Regions from separate parts of the Mus musculus genome. Here all the other regions are linked to region 2. The links are chromatin contacts, called in public HiChIP or PLAC-seq maps. All regions are on one chromosome and are shown on one strand. Each heading gives the region's core, a stretch centred on a gene start, on an enhancer-like site or on the middle of the called end of the contact. The rest is flanking DNA. Distances are from core to core; before and after follow the strand shown. Region 1 overlaps Bicc1 (BicC family RNA binding protein 1). Region 2 overlaps Fam13c (family with sequence similarity 13, member C). Region 3 overlaps Bicc1 (BicC family RNA binding protein 1).

Region 1 (2,868 bases), core at 288-2,787, 430 kb after region 2:
CAGGATGCTGGACCAGATGGTTGCGTGCGGGTCTGAGCACACACTGACTCCTGTGGGCTCCAACCCAATGACTAAAACTTGCCCAGGGATTGTGCTGGATTCTCTCTGCTCTCAAGAAACCTAGCGCCTGCTGTAACCAGGGAGATTCTCCTTTGGGAATTTGGGGTCTAAAAGATGATGTTCATTTCTGTGTGTTTTCTGAAGTGCACATGGGTCAGTGTTATAGGAGCTGGGTGGCCAAGGAAACCTCTCCTCCACTCAGGGAACTCGGCTTCTCCAACCACTTTCTCAACTAGAACACAATAAAACGGGCCCCTTCTAAGTCAGCAGTTCTCACCGTTCCTAATGCCACCATCCTTTAATACAGTTGCTGTTGTGGTGAGCCCCCCCAACCATAAAATTATTTTGCTGCCACTTCATAACTATAATTTTGCTACTGTTTCAAATCTTGGTGTAACTGCCATACAGGATATATGATAGGCAGCCCCTGCAAAAGGGTTGTGCAACCCCCAAAGGGGCTGCGACCCACAGGCTGAGAACTGTTGTAAGTCCACCAGGACGTCCCAGTCCACAGTATTGCTGTGTTGCTATGGCTGTTCAGGCCTGTGTGGAAGAGACAGCTTTGGTTGAGGAAGAACCTGCATCACCATAGTAGTGTCTGAGTGTGACAGTTTGGAGCCCAAACAGGTTTTACACACATGACGTCTTTCAGTGTTGGGGATCGGACCTAGGTCTTCATGCGTGCATCCTACCAGTGAGCTCTAACACAGCCCATCCTACTATGTATGTGACCTACTGTGCTCTCCTTATACATGAAGGCATCTGGGAAACGAGAAGGAAAATGGTAAGCCTGGTCTAATGCTAACAGAGCTCTTGGCCAGCTTACAAGAAAGGTCTTCTAGATGAGGGCACTATTTCAGGATCAGCAAGGACTCACTGCACTTTCCATGAGTGGTATAAGCTTGGCTTGGCCTTGGGTTTATCAGGCCTAGCTGTAGGGTAGGGGAATGGGAGGTGGGGGAGTGGGTTCAGGGACTCTCCCCTCCCCCTTCTCTAGCTGCCCTCCAGATTTGCAATTACTTTTTGGAACAAACTGGATCTTTATCTCTAGGGAGGGAGGGCAGTACAGCCAAAGCAAGACAACACAGAGCGCATCCATCACCGTCAGCGGCTCCCCTCCATCTCGATGGCATTCTTAATTTAGCAGAACAAACACGCGCCACGGAGAACAAGAGCAGGCAGGCTGCGATTATTTACACTGGCATCGGAGGAATCTGGGCAACCCAAAACCACGGAGGCTAACAAAAGAAAAAACTCAGGCCAGATGAATCAGGTCCCGACCCGGTTGCTTGTCACCGTCACCGGGCTTTGGGGCTCAGAGGAGAAAATAGAATTTAGACACAGCACAATGGTAGAAAAGGGCAGGGAACCCGATAAGCCGTTCCCCAGTGGTAATAATAAACTTTATACCTAGTCCAGTGAGTCCGAGGCCTGCCGAAGCTAAGATATCCAGGCTGGGACAGGCCAGGCCGGCAGGGCACGATGCTGGGGATAGACTGGTTGCTATGGAAACCCCACTGCTTTCAAGTCCGAGGAGACACTTCCTTGCTTCATACATATTTAAGGCATTTCGCTCAACACTTTTCACAATCACAGACTATGAAAACACATAATGGGGGGAAAAAAGATGACACTGAGGTAGGCATACAATGACAGAAGGGTAATGAAAATGTAAATGAGTGGCCACAGGAGGCTGGATACCACCCCCTATCAGCCTCTGCTCCTGACACTCCCGTAAAACGTGAGTCCCCACCTACTATGTGTGTGTGTGTATGTGTGTGTGTGTCTATGTGTCTGCAAACCATTGAGAGCATGATGCTGTGGGCAGCCAGCATGCAGGTCCCGATCCCTACCTAACCTTTTAAGGTATGGATTCCTATCCAGGCATGCTTAGAAATTTAGCAAATTCTTGGTGTCAAAGTCCAGCTGCCCCACTACACAGCCTCTGGGCTTCATACTGAAGCATTCCTCCTCACCACCTCATTACCTGCAGAAGCCAAATCAAACCCACCATCACGTATAGATTGCACAGTTACAGTTGGCTTCTTTTTTTTTTTAACATACACGGTCTAATGGTTAGCTGACGTACCTCTAGGCACCACCAACCCCCAGTGAGACCACATCTGTGGCAAATCTTATGAAATATATGTGTGTGTGTTATATTATGTTATATATAATGATATATTTTATAAATAATAATAATTGTGTATATATATAAATTTTCCTTACTTCCTATATGTATATGTCATATACATATAGAATTATATAATTTATATATCTTTTATATACTAAATGTCTAAGCATATATATGTATATATATAAACATACATGTGTATATATACATATGTATACATATATAAACACATATGTGTATGTATGTGTGTATATGTATGTGTGTATGTGTGTGTGTGTGTGTGTGTGTGTAGTAGTAGTAGTAGTACTTAGAATCCAGCCATCAAAACACAATTTCTTTCAGCCTAACATAGGTTCGTTTTTCTCCTGAGCTCTTGGAATTCTTTTTATTTCTGTCTTTGTTTGGCCAAGCCCTTCTCGGAATCTGAACTGATGGTATTTGTGATTAAGTTAGTCAAACAGGGCTTTATGATGTCTAAATCCCATGGCCTGGTCTCAATCTCTGAACTCACTCAACCTTGCTCCCCCAGTCTTGGGGCGCTTTAAAGTTTTCTCTAAAAAATAAAATAATAATAAGTGTGGTTGTTTCCTCCAGGTGAACAGAAAATATCACATTTACTCATGTAGAAATCATATGCAAGACAGATACACATAAAGCATTCTATACACAAGATG
Region 2 (2,770 bases), core at 82-2,581:
TCAGCAACCTTGAGCTCTCTCTCAGCTGCTGGAGTCATGTCCCAGCAGGGAGAAGAGGGCCACGGAAATCATCTACTCTCAGGCTATGCTTGCTGCTTTGGCTGTTAGGAATCACCTCTGAGGGCAGACAGTGTTCATGTCAGCTCGTGAGCGTATCTGTGCCCGGTGGAGAAGGGACCTGAGTTGCTGAGGTGCCCACTGACTTCAGAATGTCTGAGAAAGTTTCAAACATCCCTCGGGGGAGCATCATGTGAAAAACACTGCTGCCATGTCAGCTCAGTGGCTAAAAGCAGTGGGGAGAAATTGGTAGAGGGATGCGGGAGGAGATACTTGGGTAGGTAGGCATACAAGAGTGTATATAAGGCAGAGTGTTGTGAGTTAGAGGCACAATGTGAAGGAACAGGGGTTGGTATGAGGGTATTGAACATGCATGAAGAAGGATATGGGCCAGTCAGAAGTAGGGGTGTATGTGTGAAAGAGGAGGAAGAGTGGGGGGTCTTGTTAGTATGGGAGTGGTAGGTAAAGAGATGTGCTTGTAGAATAGGGTATGTAAGTGGGGGTTGAGGTTGGCATGAAAATGTACATAGTATGAGCATTTGGGGGTTAAGGTATGTTAGAGTATATGTATGTGTGAGTGGTATTGGAGGCAAGGTGTGTGGGGGAGGTGTGTGTGTATGTGTGTGTGTGTGTGTAGGTATGTGGGCCAGGCGGGGGTTGGAGCTGTAGAGTGGGGTGCTCCAGCGTGTGCCTGCGTGGCATATGTGAGGGGGCGAATAGTGTAAGAGTTGCCGATGTTGGAAGGTTTGGGTAGGGAAGAGGACCAATGGCCCTGCTTCCTGTGGCTGCCCTTGCCGCAGCTGGAGGGAGGTGGGCGGATTCGTAACCTGCTGAGCTGTCCCGCTGTGGCCTGGAAGTGCCCAGCCTGGACTCAGGCATGATTCATTTTCACCTGCCAGGGGAATCAGTTTGCCGGGGCTGCTGCATCAGAAGTGCGTCAGTCTGCATGACTTGTCCTTACTAAGAACCTGGGAGAAATTAAAAATGCGACACGAGGGGGTAGGCGGGAGATTGTACTGTAGGCTGCAAAGGATCAATTGCTCTCCATCAAGTAGCTGAGTTAGGCTAAAGGGGCCAGCGCCAGCTCCCAAGACTCCTTTCCCCAGAGGAGGCAGCTGCAGCATCCCCCACCCCTCACCCCCGCCCCCTGCAAGAGAAGTAACTTTAGAAGGCGTGCTGTAAAGCTAGGTGAAAGGGCCCAGAAGCCCCTCCTAGATGCCAGGCAGCCTCTGCAGCTGTAACTCTTTGTGTGCTGCGGTCTGCCGCAGTCTGTGTCTTGGAGGGACGGTGGCTTTTATGAATGGTAGCCTGGGAGTGGCCTAATGTCTGGCTCCTGATGTCAGCACAGTGAATGAACAGTTGCGCGGAGGAGCGTAAAAGCCCCAGCACTTGCGAAGCGGACACCTTCTGAGATTGGCTCTCCAGATGCAGTGTCTCTTGCTGACGAAATCCCAGGTCCCATGTATCACGGATAAACCGTATACGTTAGGATTGTAACGAGCCAGAAACTGAAGCTGCTGAGGACCATTGTGCATCTGACTGGGGACCAGCAGCTCCTTTCCCCGAGAAACAGCTGCAGCTAGCCGAGACCCCTTTCCTGCCAGGCACCGGACGAAGCTGCCGGAGAGCTGCAGCCCCCAGAGCTGTGTGTTAAGGCAACCGCTTAGCTGGCTTCATGTTCTGCTTTTGTTGGCAGAATTCCTTGCTGAAGCTCCAAGCCCTCGAGTCTGGTCTGTGCTCCGCGTTTCTGACGACCCAGGAAGAAGATGGCCAGGTGCACGGAGTTAAGGACCCGGCCCCAGCTTCCACGCAGAGTGCGCCTGCCGACAGCGCAGATCCTGCAGGTAAGAGGCAGAGTCTGGGGGATGTCCCGCGTGGTACTCAGGAGACAGCTCAGCCTCCGCCTGGACTCCGGACAGAAATGATGCAACATCAAAGCCCAAGCCTAGGAGCTGCTGAGGGGGAACGGGAGGTTTTAGGATTAGTTGCCAGGCAGACTTTCTTAAATGGGAGTCAGCTGGAAGCATCGGGTTACAACTTCTTGCAATTTTTCTGGTTGCTCTGTAATGAGGAGTAGTGTGTTCTACTGGACTTAGATGGTCTGTACTATCTTAAAACTTAGCATGCGTTTGGGACACTGAGGACCAGGGGAGTTTCATCTCCTCTGTTCACTCTCTGTATAACTGATCTTACGCTGAGTAAGCAGGGATGAGTGGTTAGCTCTGGGCTCATTCCGATCGTGTATCCTTGTTCCAGCTTCTTCTGCGTCTGATTTTTTTCCCCCTTCGGTTTTTCTACTTTCAATCCTAGGGACGGCTGTTTGGCTAGCCAACAGAAGGCAAATTAATACTCTCAGGAAGAATTCCAGAGGAAGGAAATAGCAATTTACCTGAGGAGGAAGTTTATCCTTCTCTATACAAATCTGACAGAGGCTTGCAGCCGGCTCCCTGGATTGAGGGCGGGGCCTCAAAGGGCTTAGGGAAGCTAGCTCTAGAAGAGGCCTGTAATCTCCAGGGTTTAGAGGAAGAGATTGGAAATGGCAATCCAATTCAGTAGCATGAACAGCAGTCCTTACTTAACACACTTCTGTTTAAGAACATCTCACGTGCCCTAAGCAGGCCGGATGGTCATCTGCAGTGTTGGAATTTGTTTTAATTAACAGTGCTTATAGGAGCTGCTAAGGGTAGCTAGTCCTGTTACTTATATTCCTATG
Region 3 (2,887 bases), core at 94-2,593, 460 kb after region 2:
AGGTTGGCTGATGCCTATCAAATCCAACATCACAAGAAAAACTGCCACCGACCACCACAGGTAAATGAGAAAGTCCCTGTGGTCATCTTGGCTTGCTGTGAGCCCTGGCCACCTTCTAGACCATCCTTCCTCCCTTTACCGTAAGGTGTGGGGGAAAAAAAAGAAGACAGAAAGCTGACTGTGTTTTAGTCAGTGGCCGCTGTAAGCTAAATCACCCAGAGCCTTGATAGTCTTGATTTTGGCCACTCGCACAGTGTGCTCAGAATTATTTCCCCTTGTTCAGCAAACCTGACCCCCTCCATCCTCCTATAGCTTAGAGGCATTCCGTCAAGCCTGAACCTGGTTCCCAATGTCTGGCTTGCAGCCAGATCTTAGTGGCACCGTTTACCTTCACTTCGGACTGCTGTGGCTTTGATTTTCCTGCTTGAGCATCCACTCTGTGCCCTCTGAGTCTGGCTGACAAATGTTTATAGAAAAGGAAGGACGTTGGGTGAGGGTGGGGGTGGAGGTGGGTGAGGGGGTTGCTCTAGAAACAGGCTGCTGACACACAGTACCTGTCGACTCTCCTCCATTCTGAGTCCACAGCAGAAGTGTGTGGCCAGCTGATACCAGAAGGAAATGGCTGGACCGCCAAGCAACGGCTTGCCAAGGAGCTTCAAATGGAAACAAGAATGCACCGAGCTCCCCAACCAGTAGCTCGAGGTTCTCTCTGATTGGAAACAATTTTGCTAGATAATTCCTTATGAACTTGACTTGCTTTCTTGACGATGTTTTAGCTCTTGAGCAGGGCAGTATAGTCACTCTGTCTAGACCTATAAAGACAATGGTCCAACGTTTTTTTAAAAAAAAAAATCAAACCAACAACAACAACAACAACAACCAGATTCCCAAACCAATATTTTCTCTGTAGGCTCCAGCAGAGCAGCTCAGTCACCTCACCATTCACTGTTTCCACTGTTTTTCCTCACGCTGATCCAATAATCAGCAACCTCAGCCGGGCCATTTATCTTTCAGACATCCAGTCTCAACAAGCCTTCGGCCCTTGGGGACATAACTCATCTCCCCATTACGATTCTGATACACATAAATGCTTGCACATTTTCATAAGTGATTTCATCAACAGACAAAAAGGGGGACACACAGAACTCATTAGTGCTCACAGGGAATCACAGAAGCTGTCCTCAGAAGCCTTCATTCACAGCATCTCTGCCATCTCTCCTAATGAGAAACTCAGTGGGCGGAGATGTTCAGGGATGTGGTTCTCAGGAAGACCTGCGACCACATGGCTACATGCTCTCTCCTGGGTTTTCAGACTTTCTCTTTAAACAGCAATGAAATCAGCTTTGCTTCCAGCCCTAACCTTAATAGACAGCAGGAGAGAGGAGGGTGTACCTCTCTGCCTCTAGATCTCCAGTGTTCCTTACCCCTTACTAGGCAAAATCTCAAAGCAGACCTTTAAAGGATGCCATTTATACTGGGATATGATAGGGTGGACTTCAACCCTCAGGACCCTGAAGCAGGAAGACATCGAGTTCAAAACTAACCTGGGCAGAATATCAAGACATAGTGAGACCCTGACTCAAAAGACAAAACCACTACTTTGTATCTATTCTAACAATGAAGAAATCTTTATAAGGGAATACAGTGACCCTGTGACCTGGAACACAGTGTCCTGTGACCTTTCAGACAACACAGAAGGCAGAAGGTACTTCACTGTGCCATCCAATGCTAACACGGATCAATTATAACCCCTGCAAGCACATGCAGCCCCTGGGCATCACTGATGGAGAGGTGTGCATGCCTGACCCGCAGCCCTGGCTTCTCTGTGCCCAGCTTTTCACTGCCTTTGATATACCTGACAATTCTAAGTTTTCAATAATGGAGGTCTGAGCAGATTAAATCGTGTCTACAACAAGACAAACAAACCGTACCCGGGGGAGGCCACTGTCCCCTGCCTCCCGTTTGCACTAAGAAAGCCAGCTTCAGATGTACTCTAAATGTATCTTACATTCCATTTCCTGCTTAAGTTCAGCCCCTTTTGATTGGTTACCTCTGCCTCGTTCTCTCATGACAAATGAGATAAATACAATCTTTAACACATGCTCATTTTATGTTTATATAAGCAGCATGATTTGCCACATTCTTTAAAAAGAAGAAGAATCATTTAATACTAAGACAAATGGTCCCCAGAGCTATTAAAAAGGACAATTTAAATCTCATTACAACAGATTCCAAAAGTCATTTGTTTTGGGGGTTTGGGGCTAGAAATACTCCTCTGTGTTATCAGTTAAATAAATGGCCTAAGCAATCTGTTTACAGTGTCTTCTGGGGATGGATTTGCTGGGGATGGGACCTCACCTGGAAGGAACCCGGGGCCTCTCTGTGGAAGAAGACCCAGCTCCCGAGCAGGCAGCTTTAACCAGAATCCAAAGGATTAAGGAGGATCCAGCAAGGCAACTGGGGAAACAGCAGGAACGGCTGGCCACCAAGGACTTACTGAGTTCCTGCCTGAGGTTCCTCGCAGAAAGGCAAAGCTCTACATGGAATGAAGGACCCTGAGAACCGTGGGGCCTATTCTTAAAGCTGTCGGAAGCCAGGCTTCTTTTAAACACCATTCTCTCCATAGTAATGCCAACTGACAATGGGGCGCCTACCACATCTGGAAACTGAAGGAGGAGTATGTTGGCATGAACGCTTACAGCAGGGGTTCTCCAGCTTCCTAATGCTGAGACCCTGTAATACAGCTCCTCACGCTGTGGTGACCCCCCTCCCCCACCCACACAATTATTTTCTTTGCTACTTCATAACTGTAACTTTTGCTACTGTTATGAATCATGATATAAATATCTTTGTTTTCCGGTGGTCTTAGGCTACTCATGTAGAGTCT

The links. HiChIP or PLAC-seq counts read pairs in DNA pulled down with a chosen protein or histone mark.
Region 1: a contact with region 2 is called in an H3K4me3 HiChIP or PLAC-seq map of stem cell-derived neural progenitor cells, with 12 read pairs. The contact joins two enhancer-like sites. A contact is called at or near these places in 1 of 15 datasets of contacts at CTCF or cohesin (the NIH/3T3 cell line), 7 of 115 datasets of contacts at active chromatin or transcription factors (embryonic hindbrain, embryonic stem cells, fibro-adipogenic progenitors and 3 more) and 1 of 9 other capture datasets (embryonic stem cells).
Region 3: a contact with region 2 is called in an H3K4me3 HiChIP or PLAC-seq map of embryonic stem cells, with 4 times the contacts expected there. The contact joins two enhancer-like sites. A contact is called at or near these places in 1 of 15 datasets of contacts at CTCF or cohesin (the NIH/3T3 cell line), 5 of 115 datasets of contacts at active chromatin or transcription factors (embryonic hindbrain, embryonic stem cells, forebrain and 1 more) and 1 of 9 other capture datasets (embryonic stem cells).

The regions. Positions count from the first base shown.
Region 1 is chr10:70,948,469-70,951,336 of GRCm38.p6, forward strand. It overlaps Bicc1 (BicC family RNA binding protein 1), which reads right to left. Exons shown (of 21, transcript NM_031397.3): 10 at 1,471-1,657. Among named protein-coding and RNA genes, the nearest start is that of Gm24486, 68 kb to the left of the region's middle. Within about 2 kb of position 1,538, at least 58 of the 459 cell types and tissues checked have an H3K27ac peak or open chromatin away from gene starts, as enhancers often do. A contact at or near this core is called in forebrain, neural tube and stem cell-derived neural progenitor cells, where this site is marked.
Region 2 is chr10:70,519,025-70,521,794 of GRCm38.p6, forward strand. It overlaps Fam13c (family with sequence similarity 13, member C), which reads left to right. Exons shown (of 14, transcript NM_024244.4): 6 at 1,754-1,901. Among named protein-coding and RNA genes, the nearest start is that of Phyhipl, 79 kb to the right of the region's middle. Within about 2 kb of position 1,332, at least 147 of the 459 cell types and tissues checked have an H3K27ac peak or open chromatin away from gene starts, as enhancers often do. A contact at or near this core is called in forebrain, neural tube and stem cell-derived neural progenitor cells, where this site is marked.
Region 3 is chr10:70,976,253-70,979,139 of GRCm38.p6, forward strand. All of the region lies in intron 3 of Bicc1 (BicC family RNA binding protein 1), which reads right to left. Among named protein-coding and RNA genes, the nearest start is that of Gm24486, 96 kb to the left of the region's middle. Within about 2 kb of position 1,344, at least 12 of the 459 cell types and tissues checked have an H3K27ac peak or open chromatin away from gene starts, as enhancers often do.